4 separate regions of the Mus musculus genome follow, and regions 1, 3 and 4 are each linked to region 2. Evidence: chromatin contacts called from public ChIA-PET and promoter capture Hi-C data. All regions are on one chromosome and are shown on one strand. Each heading gives the region's core, a stretch centred on a gene start, on an enhancer-like site or on the middle of the called end of the contact. The rest is flanking DNA. Distances are from core to core; before and after follow the strand shown. Region 1 overlaps Syndig1l (synapse differentiation inducing 1 like). Region 2 holds the start of Ylpm1 (YLP motif containing 1). Region 3 holds the start of Syndig1l (synapse differentiation inducing 1 like). Region 4 overlaps Nek9 (NIMA (never in mitosis gene a)-related expressed kinase 9).

Region 1 (4,949 bases), core at 2,204-4,703, 320 kb after region 2:
TGTATTCTATGGAGCACCTTGGCCCTGAAGAGAACCTGCGACAATAGCTTGCTGAGGAGAGACCTCCCGTTCTGCAGCCCACACAGGGGCCATCTTGCCCTCTTGCCCACTGTTTTCCAGTCCCAGAGCAGGCTGGGTGTGGATAGGAAGCAGGTGCAGCAGGGTTGTCCAAGAGGCCTAGCCTGGTGTACTCTGCCCACTCCCTACAGGACCTCTGCCCCATAGGCAACTCAGTCTCTACTTGCCATCTTCCCCACAGAGAATGAGCAGGAGCATCCAGGAAGGAGAAAGAATTCCCAAGGGATCAAGAACCTGGCTAGACTTTTCAGTTAAGAGGGTCCTCATCTGTGCACATTGTGAGCAGCTGCCCCACCCCCCATCCCCTCAAGGCCTGAGACCCTCCAACCAGGAAAGAAAACCATGGGCCCCAGCCATCTCTTGCTCTTTCTGACTCTGGATACTGCATGTCTCCCTGTTACTGTGGAAGACGCTCTGCGGTGTCTCCCAGATAGAGATGGAGCCAGAGAGCTCTGTAATGAGGGCAGGTTGCTAAGGCTTTTCTATACCAGGAAAAAAAAAAAAAAAAAAAAAAAAAAAGGCAGATACAGTGACAGAGAGGATAGAGGCCTGGGATACTGCAGGATCACATGACCTCCCGTTCTTCACCCACCATACTTTCTGGGCTCTGCTGGAAGGGCCCTGAGATGGTACCCGACCTGTGGAGACTGAGAGGGTACTGTTACTCCCTAGCTACAGCGCGCAGGGTCCTGGATCCAGCCTCATCCAGAAAAGGATGAGAAGGGACTGGGATACAGACAGAGGAGGAACATAGACAGATGCCTAAGGAATTGGCTTCTCCATAACTCTCCATGCTGGTGGGCAGGGTGTGCCAGAGCCTCCCATGGAGGTTCCCAGGATGCTTGGATCCTGCCTGGAGTATCCAGTCTGGAGTTAATTTTGCAGCCATTCCTAAACCCTCCAGCAACCTGAGCAGAAAGGCCAAGCCTTTCTCTCCACCTGAGATATTTCCCCATCTCTGAATGATGGGGCAGTGGCGGTAATGGGGCCTGGGCACCTTCACTGATAACCGCCACTCACGACTGCTTTCAACCCCCTCCACCACCACCACCACCCCCCCCCCCCGGGCACTAAGAGATGTCAGAGAGCAAAGGGCGTGTACAGTGGGAAGGCAGGCCTGCTGGGACTTAAGCTATGGACCATCGTGCATGATTTGGGGGACCTGGCCATTTCCTTGCCCTGTCTAGCCCCACACCCTCCCCACCTTCCTCACTTCAGGGGTTGCCCACTCCCCACACCCGCAGTTTTAATGTCCCTCTACTTTCTTTATTTATCCTGGTAATAAACTTTTATGTAACACCTGGTGCCACCTGGGGCCTCGGGCTGCCCTGCGCCCATATCCTACGTTTCTCCAGTGTATCCCAAGACATTGGTTCTGGATCTCCATATGGACCTCAAGAAAAAGGGTCCAGAGGCCACTGCGGCCTGTAGGCTGCTCGCCCGGGAAAGCTGGGATGAAGGTTGATGGATTGCATTTGACTTACGCAAAGCAAGGTAAGGCAAGACAGCAGCCTGCAGAAAAAGCTCTCCCGGGTATAAGAGCCTTGGCCGTCAGGGAGAGAGGGGGAACAGTGTGCACTCTACACGGCTGCCTGGAGCTCCCAGGAGATAGACATAGGCAGGGTAAGGCGTGCCAGTGGTCCCATTGCTCAGCTGTCCATTTTGGGATCCCCCACATCTTCTGTTCCCAGAGCTGTTTCGGGGAAGTGTGGAGAGGAAGTCACCCATGCCTCAGGTTCCAGCCTCAGTGCTAAATTCCTGATATCCTCTCTGTCCTCGGCCTTTAGCAGAGGAACTGGCCTGGCCTCAAAGTCACTGTGTCTAGAAGGTACTGGGGAAGTATGCCACACATATCCTACCCGCTATGGGCATCCATATATATGACAGGGCTCTGGGCACAACCTTAGATGAGAAATTAGCATGTGGGGATTATTTGTGGAAGGGAGTTGGCCGGTCTGGGAATAGGGAGAGGCCAGGCTGCCAGGCAGTCCAGATAAACAGTCTGACCAATCCAGGGTAGAACCAGAGTGCTCTTCAGGGTTGACACAAGATAGGGCACTGAGCCAGGGTGGGTGAATAGCTTTGATGTCTTGCCCCTTGGGTTGGAGACTAGGTGTATTGCCCCTAGTTCCTGGGGTCCCCAGTAGGACCTCTTTCTACCTTTCACTGAAGCAGTTCATTGGTAACCAGTGGCCCTCACTAGCTGCTTCCCTCTTTCCCATTGCCCTTCTGCACTGGCTGAAATGGCTCCCCATTGGATGTTTCTCAGGGTTAGCTTCGAAGAAACCCAAACCCTCACACACACATGCACATTCATATCCATGTGTGCACATATTTGCATATATACACTCCTACAAACAGGCCCAGCTGTGCACCATGCAGACTGCATGCAGCACGTGAATACTCAAGAGACCAAGAAGGATGCTGAGGACTCTCACCCAGCTCCACGCCCCCCCCCCATTCCTTCTCTAGGCTGGCTCAAGACCCCAGGCCTAACTAGGCAGGCTGCCTCACAGCCCAGACAACATCTACTCCCTTCCCTGTCTTTCAGTATGCTTGTGGGCCTTGAGAAGAAGGAAATAGAGACAAATGGCTTCCAGTATCCTCCATCCCTTGTTTCCTCCTTTCCTTTCTCTCTTCCCTTCTTTCTCTTTTTTCTTTTTCTCCAACCCCTGCCCTTTTTGAGGGGTTTCAAGACCCTGGCTATTCTAGAACTCAACTCTGCAGACCAGGCTGGCCTCTGCCTCCCGGTACTGGGATTAAAGGCTTAAAGGCAAACACTACCAAGCTCTCTTCCCTTCTTTCTTAAGATGGAGTCTCAGTCTGTCTCTCAGGCTGCCTCATATAGACATACACCACTCTTACTAGTTTGATTTGCTGCTTCTAACTCTAGTCTTCCCCGCCCCACCCCCACCCCATCCTCCACACAGCCTTCTCCCTTCCATCCCTACCCTCAGATACAAATTCAGGGTCTACCAAAGATGATGGGGTGAGAAATGGCTCTGGGGGCTTCCTCCTCCTGGGAAGGGCCTGTTGTGTGGAGCCTGGGCTTGTCCTAGAGTCCTTGGAGCACAGGCAACCACTCTCCCCCACTCTGGATGAGTCCTGCCTCTGGCATGCCTGGGGCACTTCAGTCCTCCTGCTTCTCAGCCCTGCTTGCGCCTCCTGCCCGAGGCCCAGGGCTGTCGGCTGGTTCCTCTGACTGGCAGAGAGACTGGGGGGCTGGGGCTGGGGCAGTCCCCTGGGTAAAGGTGCCTGTGATGAGCTGCAGTGCCGGCACATCTGTGCAAATATTACCAATTATTTTCCTCACTATAAACACCCAGCAGGAAGGCAGGGAAGCAACCAACCCAAACTGTTTAAAATAGAAACCGAAATTGCTGCACAGGGAAGTCTGGCGGCTAGCACCACCACCACCACCATCACACACACCAAGAGTTCAGGGTCCCCCTCACTGCCCCCACTGCCCCTCGACCTTCTAACTCCATGACAAGGTTTGCTTTCTGAGATGAAGATAAGAAACAGAAACATCCTTGCTTAGTGTATGAGGTATGTGGCAGAGGGGGACAGTCGTGCTGGGAGGGGAAGTGGAGCTGAGGCCACCTGGCCTGGGGTTTGGCAGCTGGTAAGTAAGCTCCTTTCTTAGTAAAGCCAAGGGGTCCTGTGAGGAAAGGCACGAGGAGTGCCCTGGTGAGAAAGCCATTTTCCTACCGCCCCAGGGCAGGCAAGAGGGTGGGAGACTGGCCAAGTAAGGACAACAGCCTGTCTCCATTCTAAGAAAAGGCCTTTTTCTGACGACTAGGAACCAGTTCCAAGGCTCAGCAGCCGTTCTGACCTGCCCTCCCCATAAGCAGGCCGATGGGACACCGAGTCTTCATATAGTCACACAGATTGTCAAAATGGTGACATGATTTCATACCAGTGAATAAGGAGGCTCTGTCCTTTCAAATACTTCACTTTCTGTTGCCCTGGCCATGGGCCCAGGACCCCAAATCTCTTCTTACCCTAGAACATAAAAGTTAGCCATTTTCGAAAAAAAAAAAAAAGTTAGCAGTTATGAGGAGAGGGGGATGGGGAAGAAGGATTGTGGGAGGTGTGGCTGGGATGGAGTGGGGCAAAACAACTGGACAAACAAACAAAAACAGAGTTAGCAGATAGCCACTAGCTCCCATATCCAAATGCTTACATAGGTCTGTGCCTGGACTGCCCTGATGGCTAAATATCCATCTGTCCCTGGCCATGAAGGCTTCATGGCTGTATCTGTGCTCACAGCCTCTCCCTCCCTAAAGCAGCTCCCCCAGGACGGAGCTGTAGGAAACCCACCATCTTCACAACCAAATATTCTTGCTGCTTTTTAATGATCTCAGCCCAGGTCACAAACTGACCAGGCCCGAACCCCACTCTAAAGAAGAACTGCAACAAGACAGTATTCAAGTCTTTCAGGGCATGAATCCCTGGGACGCTGCGAAGGAAGGAACTGTAAGTGATCATGCCACAGATGACCGGGCTGCGGAAGGAACGATGGAAACCCTGAAAGGATGGGTTACCCAGTGTCACACAGCAGGTTATGAGCTAACCTCTGGCCTCGCTACCCAGGCCCTGGCACTGCTGATCTGGGCTGGTGGAATCAGCCTTTCTGGAGGCAAAGAAAACCCAGGACCACCTGCTGCCACCCTCCTGAACATTAACAGACTCAGCCTTAGCTCCTATGTATCTCCTGGTTCAAAGGCTCCCCCCCACATCCCCTCTGTAGGGCTGACACCCTGGTCCTTGCTATTTTTGGTGGGTGAAAGGGTGATAACCTTGCTTCATCCTGTCCCCAGGGGCTCTCACATCTTCTCCTGCACAAGGGGAGGAACCACTCTGGGCAG
Region 2 (4,424 bases), core at 1,099-3,598:
GCTGAGGGTGTAGCTGAATGATAGAGCACTTGACTAGCATACCCAAGGCACCAAGTTCAATCCCAAGCACAACAAGTCAACTATGTAACTCATGTGTTTCTCTACATGCCCAGAAAAAGTCAGACTGAGGTCATAGTTTAGCTTGAAGGAACTGGGCAACTGGAGGAAATAATCCTCATGAGCTGATGTAACTTTGGTATAAGACAGCAAAATCACTTATTCTACCGTCCTGTGAGTGTCTCCTGTGCAGACCCTGCTTCTCTTAAATACTGAACTACAATAATAAACAATTACCTTTTGGAATCTTATACATTACCCTGAGCTTGAATATCATAAGATTCTTAGTGAATTTAAGGTAGATGAGGTCAAATAGTCACAATAGATGATCTATTCCTACTTATTTATTTTTGATACAGGGTCTCACTATGTAGCCCAGGCTGGCTTCAAACTCTCCCATCCTCTGGCTTCTGTTGACCAAATACTGGATGGAGGCACAGGTTTCCATGCCCAACTTCTATGTTCCTGCAACCCTGTCATCCTCTTACTGGTCTGTGGAATGCAACATCTTCAAAACAGATTGTCAAAAAGTTTTGGGATGGCTCTCACAGGAGCAGCCATCACAAAACTTTCTTTTCAAAACCTCAGCCAAATTCCAAGGCTATTATTTTCAAGTAAATGGTAATAATAATGAAATGTAGCAAATTCACCATGCGGCAAAATTATCCTTAGGAGATGGTTTTGAAATATAACAACAGATTCTCCAAGGATCAAGTCTCTAGAGGCCTATGGAGTCCACATGAACTCACAACATCAGTTAGGATGTCATGATGAGACTTCCATCTTTTATGTGCTGAGAACCCACTTCTGGAAACAGACAGCTATCTCTGGCCCCTGCATATTTTGCTGGTCCTAAGAAATTAACTGGTCAATATTTACATGTATTTAAACATCAGTCCTTTAAGAATTTTCTTTTATACTGCCTCCCCATGAAAATCTTAGTTTAAAAAAAAATTAAAACAAAGCTCTGTGCAACAATAAATACTGAATGCTGGTCAAAGAAAACTAAGGCATACATTTGAGAAATAAATCTAGTGCCAACCTACTACAACTTCAAGTGCCTAGTCTTATCTTTACTCTTCTTTTGGTAATCTATGGTCAATTTAAAACCTGGCTTTCAGGGCTGACTCTTAGGGGATCTTTGGAGTATGAATGGGCTAGTCGTTGGCTGTTGGAATTACGATAGGCATTAGCTGGTTAAAGCCCAAGACCTGCTCACGTAAAGCCTAAATGAAAGATGTGACACAGTGCTTACCTGTGGAGTCATTGTAGAGGGATCTGGTTCAGGAGCAGCTTGCTTCTGTTCAGCAGTCTTGTTCTTGGCCCCACTCTCCAAAGGCTCTTGCTGGATAGCTGTTTTATTCCCAGAAGGGATGGACGGTGGTGGTGGTAGCTGGGGTTTAGAAGGGCCCTGGGAGGAGCGGGAAGGAGAGGCCTGAGAAGGGGGTAAGTAGGGCTGGGAATGGCTCAAATATGATTGTGAGGAGGACGAGGAAGAATAAGAAGGAGTGGGCGCCAGATAGGACTGGGAAGGTGGAGACTGTGAAGGGGATGGCTGAGCAGGAGGCAGGTAGGGCTGAGCGGAGGAAGGGGGATAGTACGAGGGTGGTGGCTGAGGTGGAGGCATGTACGACTGGGATGGGGGCATGTAGGATCCTGGAGGTACAGGGGGAGATTCAGGAGGGGACTCCAGCTCCATTGGAACCAAACCCGGAGGCCCATCTCGTTGGTGGTGGATCATCTGGTGTTTGTACTGCTGCTGCTTCTGATAACTGAGGGCTGGTCCAGGTGGCGGGGGCATCGGTGGCGGAGGCGGCTGCCAGTCTCCGTAGCCGCCCCCGGGCATCACCGGCGGGGGTGGCAGCGGGGGCGGAGGAAGATGGTGGGGTTGGAGCACGCACTGCATTTGCTTCTGGTGCATCTGCTGCAGCTGCTGGAGCTGCGCCAAGTGTTGCTCTCGGAAGCTCATGAAGCCTGAAGAGGAAGGGGCCGCGGGAGCCGTCGAACTGGAGTACCCGGGCCCCGGCGAGGCCTCGGGAAGCGCCACCGGTGGCGGCGGCGGCGGCACCGGCGGCGGCGGATAGTGGCTGCTCCCGCCATACCGGCCCCAATTCGGATACATATAGGAAACGAAGGCGCGGGGCTCGTCCCGGCGCCGTTACTCGTCGCAACCGACCTCCAGGAGCCGCGGCGGTGACGGCGACAGCCGGAACTCGCGGTGCCTTACAGGCCGCGGAGCGTGTGAACGGAGCGCGCCAGTGCGCCGGCGCTACGGAGCTGGGCCCGCGGTCGGGAAGGCGGGGACCGTGCTGAGGCAACTACGCATGCGCAGTACCATCGAGCGGAGAACAAAGGCCAGATAGAGGGAACCTTGGCGCAGGTACTCGCTGTTGCCGCCTTCCTTCGGGTTCGGAAAATGTAGGCGGTAATAGAATGTTGTCATAGAACCAAGAAAACCATAGAGTCTCACAGCCGAAAGGAGTGATAGAGATCCTAACGCCCTATGGGTTTAGTTTTGAATGGGGGGGTGGGGAGGGGGGAGGAAAGATTCCATTCACAGTAGCAACAAGAACATAAAACAAGTAATAACTCTACTAAGAAAAATCTAGACATTATATGAAGAAAACTGCAGAATCCTACCTGAGAATAAAAATTAAACTTGAACTCACGAAGAGGCTTACCATAGTCCTAAGTAAAAAAGAGGGAGCTTTGTAAAAATGACAGTTCTTCCAAGTTAAACTGATTTAACTCAGTCAACCCACAGCCTGACAGGGGACAATGATAGGAAGAATGAAAAATGGATTCTGGAGAAGGAAAGTGAAAATGGCCCTGATTCTTTCCTACAGGTACTGTAAAAGGAATTGAATTGTTTAGATTGGTTTCCTCCCCACCCACCACCCACCCCACCACCCTTAAAATTTTTTTGCTTTTTCAAGACAGGGTTTTTCTGTATGAACCCCCTGGCTGTCCTGGAACTCGCTTTGTGACCAGGCTGGCCTTGAACTCACAGAGATCTTCCTGCCTCTGCCTTCCAAGTACCATCAAACCCAGGTTTTAACTCGGACGATGTCCCTGTTGGAGAATCCTTAAACCTAAGAAAAGTCAGCCGGGCATGGTGGTGAACGCCTTTAATCCCGCACTCGGGAGGCAGAGGCAGGCAGATTTCTGATTTCGAGGCTAGCCTGGCCTACAAAGTGAGTTCCAGGACAGCCAGTGCTATACAGAGAAACCCTGTCTCGAAAACCCAAAAAAAAAAAAAAAAAAAAAAAAAAAAAAAAACCTAAGAAAAGTCAGAGAAGGGTAACTTAAAAGCTGATTTCCTGAACCCTAGCAGCAAAATATTAAAGACTTCCATTGGTTTGGGTGATTACTGAACATCAGAAGTAGTACACTGAATTCTGGGAAAGGAAGGACAGAAGGAAGGAAAGAAGGAAGGAAGGGGAGAGAAAAACCATGCTTAATTTGAAGACTCTTAACTGTATCAGCATGTCAATTTGAAGATGTGACCTTGCTCTTTTTTCCTAGCAACCAGATCATTACCTGTCTTGGGTAACTATGAGTAGTAGATGCGGGGCTAGGGATTCCTTCTTTCAGTGTCTTATTGAAGCAGCATAGAAATACATAAAATTGCATGTCATAAGTTGTATTAGTTAGGGTTTTTCTGCTGTGAACAGACACCATGACCAAGGCAACTCTTATAAAAAAACATTTAACTGGGGCTGGGTTACAGGTTCAGAGGCTAACATCCAGGCAGGTATGGTACAGGAAGAGCTGAGAGTTCAACATCTTCATCTGAAGGCTGCTAGCAGAATACTGACTTCTAGGCAGCTAGAAAGAGGATCTTAAACACCTTCTCCAACAAGGTCACACCTCCACCAACTGGGCCACACCTACTCCAACAGGGCCACACCTTCTAATAGTGCCACTCCCTAGGCCGAGCATATACAAACTGTGGGAAGCCACATGTGCCGTTGCAGAGTGGCACTGACTACTGCTGGCCACCACGCATAAGTTTGGACAAACAACCAATGTGTACATATGCAGTAAAGTTTTTTGCAAAAACACTGCCTGGCCCGGGCATGATAATTAGGCTTTGAGAGTATAACCAATCAGATGTGAGACATGCAAATGAGGTATGATAATGAGGCTCTGTGAGGTACAGAGAGAGAGAGTAGCCAATCAGATGAGGAACATGCAAATGAGGCATAGTGCATAACCAATCCGGGTGTGAGACACGCCTCTCCTAGGCCTATATAAGCAGCACCAGTTCTGGGCTCAGGGTCTCTTCGCCTCTGCAATCAAGCTCTCCCAATAAACGTGTGCAGAAGGATCCTGTTGCAGCGTCGTTCTTGCTGGTCGAGTCCGGC
Region 3 (5,119 bases), core at 1,077-3,576, 300 kb after region 2:
AGGACTTCCTGAGGCAGAGAGGACTTTTCATAAACTTCTCTCCATGTGTCGAATTACTGGCCAACATGTCTAACTTTCTAAAAACCCTCCAGTGTAAATCCTTCAAAGATCTAGACTTGGGCTTTTCTTTACATTCCCGGTGCTAAATTTCCTCACACTGCATGATGGAGAAAGGACAGAGGGATATAGAAAAAACCCACTGGAGACATACAGAGAGAGGTACAGACTCAGTCCCACCTATCCCTTGCAGGCAGTAAAAGGTAATTTCCCTGGAAGTTCTTATTGCTGCATTAGCCACTGTTCCCCATTCCCCATTACACAATGCTTATTTTCCTACTTCAAAGCTACAGAAGGGTTTACAATCCTAAAGGAGCAAAGGCCCAGGAAGATTAGGCAACTGCCAGAAGTTGCACAGTCAGTGACAAAGGAAGACCAGCACCTAAGGTTCCCTGGCACCCAGGCCATGGCTCGGTGACACACCACCAACTATAGGTCTCTCTTGGAGCCTTCCCTCCAGACAGCAGCACTTAATTATCAACATTAGTATTTGAAATTCCTATTCAGCTTTTGCTTCACTGGCTTATTATTATTATTTTATTAATATTATTATGATTATCCTTTTAATTAGTAATTTAGTAAGCAGCCCAGGCATTGACAAAAACCAGGGTGGGGAAGGGGCAAGCAGGGGGAGGCCAAAGACAAGCAAGGGCCTTATGTGCCTATGGCAGGGAGACTAAAAGTGAGCTAAGTAACACAAGAGATGATGCTTTTAGGAAGGGGTTTACTTACATGCATGTGGGGCAGGAGCCTTCCTAGTATAACTCTAGTGGACAGAGCCAGGAAAAGACCCGTGACCAACCCTAGGCCAAGGAAGCTCTCTGCCGGGTTTGAAGGAGAAACCCAAAGAGACCAGACCGTGGCCCTTCCTCTGCAGGCTGGGAGCTAAAGGGAACTGCTTTAGATGTTCTGCGCCCACAAGAGCTCCCTCCCATTCAGTGTAGGTTGGCATCCCGACATGGGAGAAGGGAGGGGTCACTGCAGAGTTTTGTTCCCAGGATTCTACAGCTGCCTCAGCTTCAGCGTGCTCTGGAGTTCCCTTTGCCCATCGCTATTTACCTTCCTTTAATGAGAATATGCCTTTTTTCCTGTCCTCTGGGTACCATGATGAATCTCAAGACCTTGTCATGGGTAGAGGGGAAGGCATGAACAATGCTGGTATCCATCCATTCACAACACTCGCGGTAGGGCTAATCTCTCACCATGCTTAAAAAGACAAAAAACAAAACAAAACAAAACAAATGACAAAAATTTAAATTAAATTAAGTTAAATTAAATTAAATTAAATTAAAGGGCTAGCAAGATGGCTCAGCAGGTAAGAGCACTGACTGTTCTTCTGAAGATCCTGAGTTCAAATCCCAGCAATAACATGGTGGCTCATAACCACCCATAATGAATAAATCTAAAAAAATAAAAATCTATGGGAGCTCAAGAAGAAGAAAAAAAAGAGCCGCATAGTTGGGAACACAGAGCCGCCAGAACCCTACAGTCAGATTAGATTTCAGGCCTCCTCATGGGAGAATGACAGAGATGGCTCACCCACTGAGCCTATTGGATGCCAATGTGTCACATATATGTCCTTATATGACCCCCTCATTGATGGATTCCGTCTGGAGAATTTGACAGGTTTTGTAACTTCCTCTGGGTCACACAGTGTTTGGAACAAACTATCACCAAAACTCATGGGCTATAGAACCTATATACTTCCCAACAGAACTGAAGTCTCCAAATCCCGATATTTAAGCTGTGTTGACCTCAGCACAACTCATCCATGTTTGGGAGACAGAGGGTACCTAGTAGATTGTTAAGATAATTAAATGAGATCACTCTGGCTAAATAAATAAATAACCTGGCGTGGTTTATTTAGTAGGCATTCAATAAATATTTTTGTTTGTTTGTTTCTCTTTGTAGGGCTGATCAATAATTTGAACTCAGAGCTTGGGAGCCTCAGAGCTCAAAAATACTCTAAGAAGCTCAAGGGTCGCGCGCGCATCGCTTCTGGGGTGCGCGAGAGGAGGCAGGGGAGAAAAGCTGGAGAAGAGGGTTTGGCTCCAGGAAGCAGAAAAGCCGGTTCCAGCTGCGCGCCCCTCGCGCCGCCGCCGCCTCCTCCGGGCTCCCCGACTTCCCGCCCCGCCCCGCCCCGCCCCTCCCCTCCCGGGAGCTGGGTCCGGAGTGCCTGGTGGGCTGGTTCTGGAGCGTGGAAGGGAGCACGGAGGCGAGAGGCAGGCGGTGGCGGCGGGAGGCGGGGACCCTCCTCGCCGCTCCCCCAAGTCGGCGCGGAGCCGCCTCGGGCCGGGCTGAGAGCTGAGCGCGGCGGAGCCGGGATGCGGGGCTCCCGGGACCGTGTAGGGCGCGCGGGGCGGCGGCGGGCGAGCGGGAGCTGTCCACGGTTCTGAAGCAGCGGCGGCGACAGCGGCAGGGACGCGGGCCGGGAGCAGGGAGCTCTCCTGGAAGCTTCACCGCGGCCGCGAGGCGGGGACGCCGTTGCTCGCCGGCCCATGCCCGGTCCCCGAGCCCCGCGAGGAGGCGGGACGGTCCGCAGAGCGACAGGTAAGGAGCCGTCTGGGGGCGCAGCGGGAGCGCAGAGCTAGGCACCGAGAGAGCTGGGGAATGCTGGGGGAGCCTAGCAGTGCTGAAGCTCCAACCCCTACAGGTCCTCGCACTCCTTCAGAGCTCTGGCCAGGTCCAGCCCCACTCTTCACCTCCTTGTTGGGTGACTCTAGGAGAGACTTGAGGCATCCAGACTGTGATAGGTACCTGGGCACCTTGACCCTGTACCTCCAGGTCTTGGCCCTGACCTGAGACAGCTCTGAGACACCTTGCCTACTGATTACAGGAACATTGATGTGAGTCTCCCAGACTCCCTAGTATCAGTCTCCACTAAGATTCCATGACATTGGTCAAATCTGAGTGGATTTCACTCAGCTATTCCTTCCCATCCAAGCCTGGTCACTAGAGTGACTGGAGAAGCTGTGATCTCTTTGCTCTTGGGTTTCTTTGCCCTGGAATAGCCCTTGGGACAGGGAAATGGGGGCAGGGGTTGTCTATCTCCTCAGGACTGGTTAATACATTTCTTTGGGGGAAAGGAAAAGGTGACAGGTTCCTCAGCTTTTTCCGTGACTCTCTTCCTCTTGAAAAGGGGCTGGGCTTGCATCACACTGCTTGGTTTGGGAAGACAACGTAGTGGACCCGGATCTGGTTTTCTATTATATGCCTGAGTGCTGATGACCCCGACAGAGCTTCCATTTGGTTCTCTCTCTCTCTCTCTCTCTCTCTCTCTCTCTCTCTCTCTCTCTCTCTCTCTCTCTGGCAAGAGTATGTAGCATGAGCTCATTCAGGCCTGCAAAGTGCTTCCAGTTCTTCAGCCCAGAGTTCTGTGAGTGGCAGAACAGACCCATGGAAATAAAACTGCGTAGAGGTAGACTAGTTCACTGCTGTGGTTGACCACGGTCTTCAGACTGGCTCCTCGGCACCCTCCCACCCAGCTCAATTCCGCACCCTTGGAGGTCAAAAGGCTCTGGTTGGCAGCTTCTAATTCCTGGCATTAGTTGTCCAAGCTTATTAAGCCCAGTCTCCTCATCTCTAAGATGAGGATAAGAGCCTTGGGCATCTGTCCACCTCAGGAAACTGTCCTGAGATGCCAGGAGAGACATCTCCCCGCAGTGAGCTCCTCTCACTGCCCCAGTCCCCTAGTCGGGCCTGCTAACAGTGATCAGCTTACTGCCGCCCTTAACCCCTATTCTGCAGTCCAGCCTTGGCTCCTTCTGCCTGCAGCCTCTAAGGAGTCCCAGAAACAGTGAAGTCCAACTCATAAATCTCCAGGAAATAAGAGGATTTCCTGCCCCCTTCCTCCATCAACACCTATAGGAGATAATATAGGGCGAGAGTCTGACTCATAGTTTTTGTTTTTATGTTTCTCCAAGAATCGCAGATCTAGGGAAAATAGCTCTTTGGAGCAGGGATTGTGCTTCCTCTGTGCTTCCCTCCCCCCCCCCTCCCCCCACAGCACCTGGAACCTAGGAAGGACTCGGTAATTGGCTGGAAAACGCAGGGATGAACTGTGACAATGTATCAGTCAACGTGTTTGACTGGAAATCAGGGGCCCTCGGTTTGGTTACAGATCTGTCTGACTGTCTTGGGCAGGTGCCTTCCCTTCTGTTTTCTCATCCGTAACTGGAGAGGCTAGAAACAGATGAGCCCTAAGACTCCCAGGGCCTCGTGTTCTCTAGAGCTCTCCGAGGCTGGCCCAAACCACAAACTTCTAAGTTTGTTCTTCTCCTTGGATACAGGATGCCACTTCCATTAACCTGACCTGACAAGTAAGTTAATGCCTTTTTGGGATGAAGTGGACTTTACGAATGGAGTGGAAGAAAAACCAGAAGAAGCAGGAAAGGCCACTTAAAACACTTGGCAGTCCTGTTTTCCTTATTTCTCAAGGAAAACTACAGTGTATATGGAGTGACCAAGGTGGTAGTACCTTAGCCTCCAAGCCAAGAGGCCGAGAACTACCCCACCAAAGAATAGTGGGCCAGGGGCTTGACCCTCTCTTCCCAGAATCCCTGCCTGGCTTAAATCTCCTTCCTAGGAAGACTAGAAGATGGTTAGGAAAGATCCATCCCCGTGGAGAGACTTCTATTTTTTTAAAATAAATAAATAAATAAATAAATAAATAAAATGAGCTTCTCTTACAATCATTTTCCCTCAACTGCGGAAGGCACAGCCAACACTCAGAAAACCCTTAGCTAATTGGCACTCGGGTAGAGCTGACTAAGCCCTGCCAGTGACCTCTCTTACTTCCCCTGAGTGCCCAGCCAGGGTGGGGGCTGGTCCCTCCCCCACGTCAGCGCTTTCTGGCTCCCAGCTGTCCGTGCGGTGCGGCACTGGCAAGAATCAGCTCTCTGGAGTTAATGGACAGTCACTAACCCCCATAACAAAGTGGCAGTGGCAGGAGAAACCGCAGGCTAGGAAAGGGGCTTTATTTTCTCCAGGATTGGTCTGTGGGAGAACTCTAGCCTGATACTAGGCAGAGCAAAATGCAGTGTCCCTCCATCTCCAGATGTGT
Region 4 (4,453 bases), core at 1,906-4,405, 310 kb before region 2:
ACTTCTAAATAGTGAGTTCTGAGTTACTGAGGGTCAGGAATGACAGGGACAGTTTCTTCCCTGACCCGTCTTCTTCACCCTTCCTCCCAGTGTCTGTACAAAGTGCTTACCTACTGCACATTTTTCCTCAGAGAAAGTGTTGAATTCCAAGACCATCCGTTCCAATAGCAGTGGCCTGTCCATCGGAACTGGTAAGCAGTGGAGCCCCAGGGACCAGCTTGGTCTTTGGGTTGAGAGGAAAGGTTGTATTTTGGTGAGTGTTGAGGTTTTGGCATTGTTATCAGGGTGACTTCATCTTCTTGCCTGCATCACATACTTGTGATACAGTTAAGAGACTTGTTCCACATTGTAATGGGACATTTGTATTCCTTACCATCCCATGAGCCTTTACTTCCATAGTATTCCAGGCAGTCTAGTCTTTCTATAGCACTTGGGAGGCAGAAGCAAGTGGATTTCTGTGAGTTTGAGGTCAGATGGTGCATAGTAAGACCCTGTCTTCAAAAACCAAACAAAATTTACCTTCAAAATAGGCCCTCTGAAGGAAAAGTCAGTTACTAGCTTTCAACTTAGGAAAATCAGCCTAAACCCTCTGGTAGCTTTCCACCTGTGAGAAGTCATGGATGTGCCATTATTTCAGAATCCATCTTCTTATTTTGGGGAGACTTAAGGGGTGCTTGGCTCAATGCTGAACAACTTTTTACATAAGACAAATACTAGTGGAGGACACTTCAATGTATTTACCTGCCAGAGATGCACTAAGATTTAGAAAATAGACATGAATTCTGGTGATTGTAACACATACCTTTATGTAAGCCTGGCATGGTGGCACATGCTTATCATCCTAGCACTAAGAAGTAGAAATAAGTGCAGTAGTAAGGTCAGAGGTTCAAGGCCAGCCTGGGTGGCATGAGGATCCTTCCTGTCTCAAGAATTAAAATTTGTAAACTGGGTGTTGGTGGCGCACACCTTTGATCCCAGCACTTGGAAGGCAGAGGCAGGCGGATTTCTGAGTTCCAGAGGCCAGCCGGATCTTCAGAGCAAGTCCCAGTACAGCTAGGGCTACACAAAGAAACTTTGTCTCAAAAAGCCAAAATAAGGAGAGAGAGAGAGAGAGAGAGAGAGAGAGAGAGAGAGAGAGAGAGAGAGAGAGAAGAGAGAGAGAAGAGGAAGAAAAAATGTAGGCCCATAAGATGGCTCATGATGAAAGGCTTATACTGCCATCATGACAATTTGAGTTCAGTCCTGGGACTCACGTGATAGAAAAAGAGAATTAACCTTTACAGTACAGTGTATACACACATGCCCACATCCACACACATAATAAATCAATGTGATAACTTAAAAATACTGTGGAGCTGGAAAAACAATCCAGCAGTTAAGAGTGCCTGTTGCTTTTACAGAGAACTGGGGTTTGGTTCCTAGCACTCAAATGACTGCTGACAACCATCTGTAACTCCAGTTGCAGAGGATCTGACACCTTCTTCTGGCCTCCAAGGGCAATGCATGTGCATGGTACCAGACATACATGCAGCTGAAACCACCCATACCCATAAAATTTTTTTTAAAAAATCTTTTTAGAATAATTTTTACAAATTCAAATGCTATCTATGTAAAAACAATTTAGTCTCAAATATTTGTTTGAACGTTCCACTTTGTGCAATTCTAGGACCTTCTGTGGGGGTGAATGAGGTGTCAGATGCTAAATCTCTGTGGCCTAACGAAGCTCTTTCTTTCCTATGCTACACATCTACCAGTGGTTCAGAGCTCCAGCCCAGGAGGTGGCATTGGTGGTGGTGGTGGTGGTGGCGGCGGCGGCGGGGGTGAAGAGGAAGACAGTCAACAGGAATCTGAAACTCCAGATCCAAGCGGAGGCTTCCGAGGAACAATGGAAGCAGACCGTGGGATGGAAGGCTTAATCAGTCCCACGGAGGCCGTGGGAAACAGCTGTGGGGCTAGCAGCTCCTGTCCTGGCTGGCTTCGGAAGGTAATGCCCTCAGAACAGATGCTTCAGATAAGCCTGTGACAGGAGCTAGTGAGGGCTGCCAAGGTCTCAGTTTCTAGTGCCCTACTAATTGAGACAGGAGTCAAGGCTTCACTTTCCCACCCGTGAAGACATCTGTGTTTTGTTTTAAAACGGGGTCTCAGTTTGTAGTCCTGGCAGGCTTAGAACTCAAAGAGTTCCACTTGTCTCTGTTTCCCAAGTGCTGGGACTAAAGGCAGCCTGGAAGGAGGCCTCAGTGCCTTGCCGTCAAGCTTCCTGACCAGCAGACAGTGTGTGTAGAATTGTGTTGGGAAATGAACCAGATACAACTTGCTGAACTTGAGCTAGCATCGCTGAAGTTTGGTTCCAGGTTAGGCAATATATGTGGTCAGCCACCATTCTGTACCACTAGAGGGCGCTGCTGTCACAGCAGCGTGAAAGTGAAAGCTACAAAGACCGTGGGAGAAAGGAACTTGCTGCAGCCAAACTGGTGAGATTCTTTCTTGTCTGCCTAGGAGCTGGAAAACGCAGAGTTCATTCCCATGCCTGACAGCCCCGCTCCCTTAAGTGCGGCGTTTTCACAGTCTGAGAAGGACACGCTGCCCTATGAAGAGCTGCAGGGACTCAAGGTCGCATCTGAAGTTCCTCCGGAGCCCCAGCGTGCAGCAGGAGCCTGGGTAACTGACAGTGGCTGTTTGTGCCTGGGCTCTCCTGGCTTCATCATGTCCTCTCACTTTCGGGGCCAGTGCTGCACTGTCCTGGCAGTTGCCGCTCTGCCTTCCAGCACAAGAGGGTCATTTCTTCCTTTCTTCCTCAGGAGTACTAAGCTGAACCATGAATTTCCAAATGGTCTTTTTGTTGTGACGGTTTGTTTCTTTATGGGGCAGGTTCTGTAGCCCAGCCAAGGATGGAGGATGACCTTTAACCTCTGTTACTCCTGCCTCTATCTCCCTCCCAGATGATGATATAGACATGTGCCACACACCCAGTTATGCAGTGTGGGGTCCAGCCCAGGGTTCTCTACATGCTAAGCAAACTCTTCACAGATAGCCACGTTCCTAGGCTCCAAACTCAGTTTTAATGGCACCATGAGTGTTAGCTGAGCTGTATGTAAGAAGCAATGCCTGGAGTCTGCTGAAAGAACAGCATACAGCCAGCCTGGGTAGAAGTGAAACTGTAAATCAGTTCTAAACCAGAGGGCACCACAGATCTAGAGAAGCCACGGCATCGTCACATGACTTTGTGGGCTGTTTAACCCTTTGCAGCTACAGCTCTGACGTCATAGCACAAAGCAGTCACAGATGCAGATTGAGTGTCTCTTGCCCAGATGAGTGGGACCCAGAAGTCTTTCAATCTCACATTTTGGTGTATTTTGGAATATCTGTATATACATAATGCTGTGTAAACATAGCTTAAAGGCCATTTTGTGGTTGGAGGTTATTTTGTGTCATATTTTAATATACCTATTCTGGACTGCAGGCCGTCTATCTCAGGAGCTTAGGTGTGATATTTCCCTCATGGTATCGTGTCAGTGCTCACACAGTGTTGGACTTAGGAGCAAGTAGGCTTTTCAGGCTAGCGGTGTTCAGCCTGTGATACAGAATGGATGAGTCCCCAGCTAGCATTTGCTAACCTGCTATTCATCTCATTTTTATTTAATTATTATTTTGCTTTTGAGGCAGGGTTTCTCTGTGTGACTCTGGCTTCCCTGGAACTCACTCTGTACACAAGGCTGGCCTCAGACTCACAGAGATTCGTCGGCCTCTGCCTCCCAAGTGCTGGGATGAAAGTGTGCATTCCACACCTGGCTCTGACCTGCTAATTTTAAAAGTGTATATGGGAGAAAAATCCCAACTAGAATAACTGAAAGCCTTCCCAGGAGAGTGGCAACAAAGCCCTTAAAACCTGAGAGTAAACCTTTCCCCTCCTGGGTTGGCCTTCTTAAATTGTCTTGTCAGTGTTCTTCACAAACTCTTCTCGAATCTCTGACACAGTGTGACCAACTACATTTTATGAACCTCACTCACTTGATCAGAACTTCACTTCAGCACTTCAGCACTTTAAAGTAGAACATATTAAAGTAAGAATTGCCGGGCATGGTGGCACATGCCTTTAATCCCAGCACTCGGGAGGCAGAGGCAGGTGGATTTCTGAGTTCATGGCCAGCCTGGTCTACAGAGTGAGTTCCAGGACAGCCAGGGCTATACAGAGAAACCCTGTCTCAAAAAACAAAAACAAAAACCAAGAAAGTAAGAGTTTTGTAAAATCCTCCCAAATAGATGATTCTGCAGCAGCACTAAACACTGTCCTGTTAGTACCAAGTGCCACTGGAATCCAGGCTTTTTTTTTTTTTCCTTCATTTGCACCTGTTTTTGCGTATTTTTGTATTATCTTGCTGGTTAACGGAAACTGTTTGTACTGGGGAGCCATGGCAGATCCTGTGCATTATCTCCTCCTTGTCCCTAGCCCCCT

The links. Promoter capture Hi-C pulls out the DNA fragments that hold promoters and counts their contacts. ChIA-PET counts read pairs in DNA pulled down with a chosen protein or histone mark.
Region 1: an RNA polymerase II ChIA-PET map of memory CD8 T cells shows a contact between it and region 2, with 9 read pairs. The contact joins the enhancer-like site here to the promoter of Ylpm1 in region 2. A contact is called at or near these places in 6 of 39 promoter capture datasets (the 3T3-L1 cell line, embryonic stem cells, hippocampal neurons and 3 more), 1 of 484 Hi-C or Micro-C datasets (embryonic stem cells), 4 of 115 datasets of contacts at active chromatin or transcription factors (bone marrow-derived macrophages, embryonic midbrain, memory CD8 T cells and 1 more) and 1 of 9 other capture datasets (embryonic stem cells).
Region 3: a promoter capture Hi-C map of pre-B cells shows a contact between it and region 2, with 2.8 times the contacts expected there. The contact joins the promoter of Syndig1l here to the promoter of Ylpm1 in region 2. A contact is called at or near these places in 6 of 39 promoter capture datasets (the 3T3-L1 cell line, cranial neural crest, frontonasal cranial neural crest and 3 more) and 2 of 115 datasets of contacts at active chromatin or transcription factors (embryonic midbrain and embryonic stem cells).
Region 4: an RNA polymerase II ChIA-PET map of memory CD8 T cells shows a contact between it and region 2, with 32 read pairs. The contact joins the enhancer-like site here to the promoter of Ylpm1 in region 2. A contact is called at or near these places in 11 of 39 promoter capture datasets (the 3T3-L1 cell line, the HPC-7 cell line, embryonic stem cells and 6 more), 1 of 484 Hi-C or Micro-C datasets (embryonic stem cells), 4 of 115 datasets of contacts at active chromatin or transcription factors (embryonic stem cells, large pre-B cells, memory CD8 T cells and 1 more) and 1 of 9 other capture datasets (embryonic stem cells).

Annotation. Positions count from the first base shown.
Region 1 is chr12:84,673,710-84,678,658 of GRCm38.p6, reverse strand. Syndig1l (synapse differentiation inducing 1 like) reads left to right here. Exons shown (of 4, transcript NM_001033334.2): 4 at 1-1,381. Among named protein-coding and RNA genes, the nearest start is that of Syndig1l, 23 kb to the left of the region's middle. Within about 2 kb of position 3,453, at least 80 of the 459 cell types and tissues checked have an H3K27ac peak or open chromatin away from gene starts, as enhancers often do. A contact at or near this core is called in bone marrow-derived macrophages, memory CD8 T cells, pre-B cells and 1 more, where this site is marked.
Region 2 is chr12:84,994,245-84,998,668 of GRCm38.p6, reverse strand. It overlaps Ylpm1 (YLP motif containing 1), which reads right to left and starts at 2,348. Exons shown (of 21, transcript NM_178363.4): 1 at 1,313-2,348. The coding sequence starts at 2,179.
Region 3 is chr12:84,696,014-84,701,132 of GRCm38.p6, reverse strand. Syndig1l (synapse differentiation inducing 1 like) reads left to right here and starts at 2,326. Exons shown (of 4, transcript NM_001033334.2): 1 at 2,326-2,607.
Region 4 is chr12:85,303,668-85,308,120 of GRCm38.p6, reverse strand. It overlaps Nek9 (NIMA (never in mitosis gene a)-related expressed kinase 9), which reads left to right. Exons shown (of 22, transcript NM_145138.2): 18 at 132-191; 19 at 1,755-1,984; 20 at 2,497-2,658; 21 at 4,448-4,453. Among named protein-coding and RNA genes, the nearest start is that of Zc2hc1c, 17 kb to the right of the region's middle. Within about 2 kb of position 3,155, at least 106 of the 459 cell types and tissues checked have an H3K27ac peak or open chromatin away from gene starts, as enhancers often do. A contact at or near this core is called in hematopoietic stem and progenitor cells, liver, memory CD8 T cells and 1 more, where this site is marked.